Regions from separate parts of the Dromaius novaehollandiae genome. Here region 2 is linked to region 1. Evidence: chromatin contacts called from public Hi-C data. All regions are on one chromosome and are shown on one strand. The core of a region is the stretch at or near the end of the contact, and the rest is flanking DNA. Distances in the headings are between cores, read along the strand shown. Region 1 holds the start of KRR1 (KRR1 small subunit processome component homolog). Region 2 holds the start of PHLDA1 (pleckstrin homology like domain family A member 1).

What was found. A called contact is a pair of places that touch in the nucleus more often than the background predicts.
Region 2: a contact with region 1 is called in a Hi-C map of liver, with 12 times the contacts expected there. The contact joins the promoter of PHLDA1 here to the promoter of KRR1 in region 1. A contact is called at or near these places in 2 of 4 Hi-C or Micro-C datasets (brain and liver).

What each region holds. Positions count from the first base shown.
Region 1 is chr1:38,632,320-38,635,320 of bDroNov1.hap1, reverse strand. It overlaps KRR1 (KRR1 small subunit processome component homolog), which reads left to right and starts at 1,438. Exons shown (of 10, transcript XM_026100418.2): 1 at 1,438-1,595; 2 at 2,129-2,304; 3 at 2,808-2,942. The coding sequence starts at 1,442.
Region 2 is chr1:38,781,512-38,784,306 of bDroNov1.hap1, reverse strand. PHLDA1 (pleckstrin homology like domain family A member 1) reads left to right here and starts at 1,303. Exons shown (of 1, transcript XM_064509259.1): 1 at 1,303-2,795. The coding sequence starts at 1,564. The coding sequence ends at 2,043.

The DNA of each region.
Region 1 (3,001 bases), core at 189-2,688:
TGCAGGCACACATTAGAATGAAGTAATTACAATGGAAAACTATGGGGGTTTTTGTGTTCACAAATAGCAAGTAAATCTGATGTGTGGCCTGAAATACCTGGCACCTGGCTGTTGACCATGGTGGAAATAGTGGAAAACAGCATTGCTTATCCCTGGGAAACAGAGTAGAACGCCTGTGCTGATTTGCATTGACTTTATTTTCACCTTCCTGCTCTTGGGGAAGGACAACCCGATAGGGAAACGTGTATTGCTCTGCATACAAATTGTAACGCCAAGGCTTTTGGAGGCTTAGCAGCCATCGCTCAGCTGCTTCAGCGAGTCCGCACCTCCTAAACGCATCCCCTTGAGCCTCACCCATATCCCCCAAGATTTAACTGTTGAGAGGAAAGTGCTGTGCGCACGCGGGTATGCATTTAAACCAAATAAAGGTGCAATTTTAGCAACACACAGCCGCCCTACCCAGCCGGAGCAGGCAGCACACGTGCCCGTGAGGTGAGGTCCGGCACATCAGTTTTGCACCAAGCGCGACACCGCGTCCCACAGGCGTCCCCGCACCCACTAACATTTTGCTGGTAGATAAAGCTTGGTTAGCCTTTATAATTAAATGTCAGAGACCAACCGGAGTGCTAATTAACTTAAGCGCGCTTGGCCACATTCCAGCCCAACGCCTGCCCACTGCCGCGATGTGGCTTGTCTCAATCACGTCTCCGAGAGTTGTGGGCTTTTCTTTTTTTAATTTTGTTAATGGAAAACGTTTGCCTACTGTTTTGACCTTCTAAAACACATGGATTTCACGGTCATTTTTCTCATTCATTTTTAGTGGCGTTTTCCAACGAACAATCTTCAAAATGAAGGTTGGTATTAATATATGGTTAATATATTTGGAGAGTGGGGGTGACACAGATTTCCATTTTACTTCCAGTCATCTATTCTTTTTTTTAAGAGTTCTTCATCAGTTTGCTGTGCATCTGCTGCCCGCAAACACAAAACTGGGGCGTCGCAGGGGTACCCCCGCTCCACTCCGTTTCCCCCCCAGGCCCTTCCTGGCCAGGGACGAGGACAACGCCTCGGCCCCACGTCCCTGGGCTGAAACAGCACACCAAAAGACCCTTTCTATCCGCTCCGCTGTGAGGACCCCCTCAGTTTTACAGCGAGGGGCCACGGGCGGTGGTGCGGGACAGATCCGCCACCGGCGCCAGGCCGCGGGCCGCCACCCGCGCCGCTGCCTCCGCGGCCCCACAGCGGGGCGCGGGCGAGACTACAGGTCCCGGCATGCAGCGCGCGGCCATGCACTGGGCACCGCAGATCCCGGCATGCAGCGCGCGGTCACGCACTGGGGACTACAGATCCCGGCATGCAGCGCGGCCCTCTTCCCAGCGGGGACCGCAGATCCCGGCATGCAGCGCGGCCACACACCGAGGACTACAGTTCCCGGCATGCAATGCACCCCACCGCCCTCTTCCGGCGGCGGGTGAAAGGTCCGATGCCAACTGGCATGGCGGCTCCGAGGGGAGCAGACGCAGTGGCGGTGGCGGCGGAGCAGCAGCAGCCGGTGGCGCCACCGAAGCGCTTTCACAAAAAGAAAGCGACGAAAGGTGGGGGCGGATGTGCGGGGCGGCAGCGGCCTGGCCGGAGGGCCGGGCGCGGCGGAGCCGGCGTGTGCTGGGCCCTCGCCGCGGGTCCCTGCGGTGGCCCCAGGGAGCCGCCACGGCAGATCTCGGAGCTCGGCAGCCGCTTTGTAAGGGTCCGGGGCAGCGCGTGAAAGCCGGGCGGCTTCCTGGGGCCTGCGTCGCTTGAGATGAGCTGGATGTAGTTATTCAGTGCGGGAAGTGGGCAGCGGTGGTTTTACTGTGGTGCCCCCCTCCTCAAAGCACTTTGATTGCTCGTCTGAAAGTGTTGTACCTGATTCTCGTATGATACCATGTCTGTCAGTTGTGGAACTCTTTTGAGTAACTCTCTTTAGAGCAATAATTTCTTCAAGGGCAGGACAAGTGGATAACTGGGTGTTGAATGAAGCTGGCTGAGTACCTGTTTTCTGCTAGTCTTCTGTAGTTAAACAGGGAGGAGGGAGATTAGTCACTAGTGAAAGACAAAAAGCAATTAAATATGTTGGGGTTTTTTTTGACAGTTGATGAATCTGAACTTCTCACAGTCCCAGATGGATGGAAAGAGCCGGCCTTTACAAGAGAAGATAATCCTAGAGGGCTTCTGGAAGAAAGCAGTTTTGCAACATTATTCCCGAAGTATAGAGAAGCATACCTGAAAGAATGCTGGCCGCTAGTCCAGAAAGCCTTGAGTGAACATGTATGAATAGTTGCTAATTATAATGTTATATTTTATTGTTTGGGACATACAGGTAGTACATAAGCTAGTAAAAATAGTGTGGGTCACTTTTGCATTATTGCATGTATTTATATTTATAATATGCTTACATTTGGAATTCATAGTGTTATTTTTCATTCCCATTGATATCAGTGGAAGTCTGTGTAGCCAGACCTACAATTCCTTATGATTGTTAAATTTTCAGTGAAGCTTGTTGCAGTAGCAAGAATCTAGTCATCCAGAAGCTGATAACTTTATTGCACTCAAATTGAAGGAGATGAGGGAGGTAATGTTTCAGGCCTTGTGATGTGTATATTCAGTCAGTTTTTCTTGAATTTTCTTAAGCTGGAAGTCATTTTAGGATTTCTTCAAAATGGATCTGCATTTAGTATATAGTGTTCTGTTTCCTAACTTCTTAATACTGAAGGGGTATTCTGAGATTCTTATTTAGAGATTAATTCACTATTTCTTTTCAAATATTGCAGTATGTGAGTGCAACACTGGATCTAATTGAAGGTAGCATGACTGTCACTACCACTAAGAAGACTTTTGATCCATATGCAATCATCAGGGCTAGAGATTTAATAAAACTTCTAGCAAGAAGTGTTCCATTTGAACAGGTCTGTACCATGTCATGGAAGTTTGTATCAGATTATCTATGTCAAAATACTTATACTAA
Region 2 (2,795 bases), core at 54-2,553, 150 kb before region 1:
AAGGACCTAGATTTTAATTGGAGTGAACTGTGTTTGAAACGATCGTGAATGGTATTCAGATCTTTCTAACACTAATACTCTGTTAAGATAGGCATAAAATTATTGTGAGAATGACCAGTATCTTACCTATTAAGTTCTAAGGAGAAGGGACTATTCTTTAGACAAATGGACTTTCAAGATAGTAATACCCTTAGTTCAGTTTGTGGCTAGTAAGCTGCCTTTATTACCGATTTGAGTGTCTTCCAGTCAGGTTAAAGGTAAAAGTTAATGAGAAAATGGATTGCCTTTATTACCTTAATTGTTTACCTCTCAACAGTTTATCTTTTTTTTTAATTTTAAGAGGAAAAGATTATAATTTTTAAGATATGTAAGAGGAAACATGTTTTAGTGTTATCAGAGATGGGCTCCATTAAAGCAGTCATCAATGTTGGAGGTTTTTTCCTGGTTTGTTCCTGCTGAGCTATACCATAGCATAGCCTGCTTCCTGGCTGCCAAGATTATTGTGAGGGGGTGTTTGTTTCTTATAGCCACCTAAAATACATGTTTAAAAAAGTAGTACTCAAACATAATGTGAAATTTCCAGCACTTGGTTTACATTGGCGTTGTCAGCCAAATTTAATTCTGTGGGCTTTTGATTTAGATCTAATACACTGGAAGATTTTAAAACAAATAGTTTAATAATAACCTTGGGCTACTTTTCTCGAATTCAAAGGACCTAAACCAAACGCTATCTAACCTGGGGCGGGGGAATCCAAACCATAAGCTCATGTGTAGCAACAAGGCGGAATAATTAGAAATGACTCTGGCTGTTTCTGTTTGGATTTTTGCTAGGGATTTTTCTAGTCTAGTTCTAAAATTTCCAAGTAATAAGCTCTCAGGGTTTCCTTTGGGAAGTGAGCTACATGCTTGCTTCCTTTTGACCTCACTCGTTCTGCTGGGAAGAGTAAAAAATAATCTACATACATAAATGTGTGTGTGTATATATATATATATTTTCCCCAGCGAAGTGCAGAGCGGTGCCGTGGAGCAGGGGAGGCCGTGGCCGAGGCTGGCTGTCCGGCTTCGCTTCCTCTGTGCGAGGGAGCGACGACTGCCTCAGCATCGGGGTGTCGCTCCAAGCTGGCACCGGCGTTGCTGGACGTGGCCGCGGCAGGAGCGCACGGCAGGAAGGGCCCTTGGCTCCTGCGGGCCGGGGCCGCGGCCGCCTGCGCCGACCGCCCCGCGCAGCGCCGCTGCCTTGCGCTCGCCCCTGCGGAGGGGGAGCGCGGGCGGGGGCCGCGGGCGCGGCGGCGCCGGGCTTCCCCGCGGGCGGCGGGGCCGCCTTTTCCGCCGGTGTCAGGCGGGGGCGGGAGAGGCGCGCTCAAAAGCGGAGGGGAGGGAAAAGCGGCGGCAGAGCCGGCGGAGCCGCGCAGCCCCGCCACGCCGCCGCTGCGCTCGCTGCGGGCCGGGGCGCTGCCCGCCCTCCGCCTCGGCGCCGGCGCGGGGCGGCGGGTGCTCGGCTGGTGCCGGCTGCCGCCCGACGCCAGCCCCGGCGGGCCGAGGCCGTCGGCCGGTGCCGGCAGGATGCTGGAGAGCGGCTGCAAGGCGGTGAAGGAGGGCGTGCTGGAGAAGCGGAGCGACGGGCTGCTGCAGCTCTGGAAGAAGAAGCGCTGCATCCTCACCGAGGAGGGGCTGCTCCTCATCCCGCCCAAGCAGCAGCCGCCGCCGCCGCAGCAGCAGCCGCAGCAGCAGCAGCAGCAGCCGCCGACGACGACCGAGCCGGCGGCCAAGATGAAGGAGCTGCACTTCTCCAACATGAAGACGGTGGACTGCGTGGAGCGCAAGGGCAAGTACGTGTACTTCACGGTGGTGATGGCCGAGGGCAAGGAGATCGACTTTCGGTGCGCGCAGGAGCAGGGCTGGAACGCGGCGATCACGCTGCAGATGGTGCAGTACAAGAACCGCCAGGCCGTGCTCGCCGTCCGCTCCACCCGCCACAAGCAGCAGCAGCTCCTGGCGCCGCCGCCGGCCCCGCGCCGCCGCAGCGCCTCCAGCTCCGCCTAGGCACCGGCCCCGGCCCCGGCCCCGCTCCCGCTCCGCGCTGCCGCCGCCGCCCCGCGCCGAGCAGCGCCGCGGCCGCGTTGTTCGTGAACCGTGGGAAGGAGCCGTCGGTGCCGCGGGACTTCTCCTAGGAGACATGATGTGCTGTAACTTTATTTTAATGTATTTTATTTATTAGCCGTTGTGGGGGGTTTTTTGTTTGTTTTTTCCTTCGATTTTTTAAAGGCTTGTTTGCAAGACATTTCTGAATGTAGGCCGTCCCCGAAAAGCAAAGGGGGAAAAAAACCACTATACGTTAGCTCCCTAAAGAAACGAAGAAGTTGGGGTAATTTGGCCACGTGCAGTTAGACAAGGGTTTTTCACTTTTACTCCAATATACTGTATTACGTGGAAAAGGTGTGGTTTGGGATTCGACCAAAGCCCTCACTGTGTACGAAAGCGCTTCTCTCTAGTGAAAATAACGACTAGAGTCCGGGTCTAAAATGGCTTTCTTCTAAAATACACGCATGGTGGAAGATGATAAAACTTTACACACGTTTGTTTACTCAAAAATAATGATTGTTATTCCAAGATTAAAAAAGAAAAGTCTAATGCATGAGTTGAGGGGAACCTGACCAATTTCTCTTGTCACACATGACTCACAGCTGGATTTAAATTATCTGTATTATGTGTTTGCTCCTTCTAGGCTAGAGGGCAGGAGCTGAGAAGTGTTTATGGACATCTCCAAGCATCTGAGTCCAGGGCTTCATCCGCAC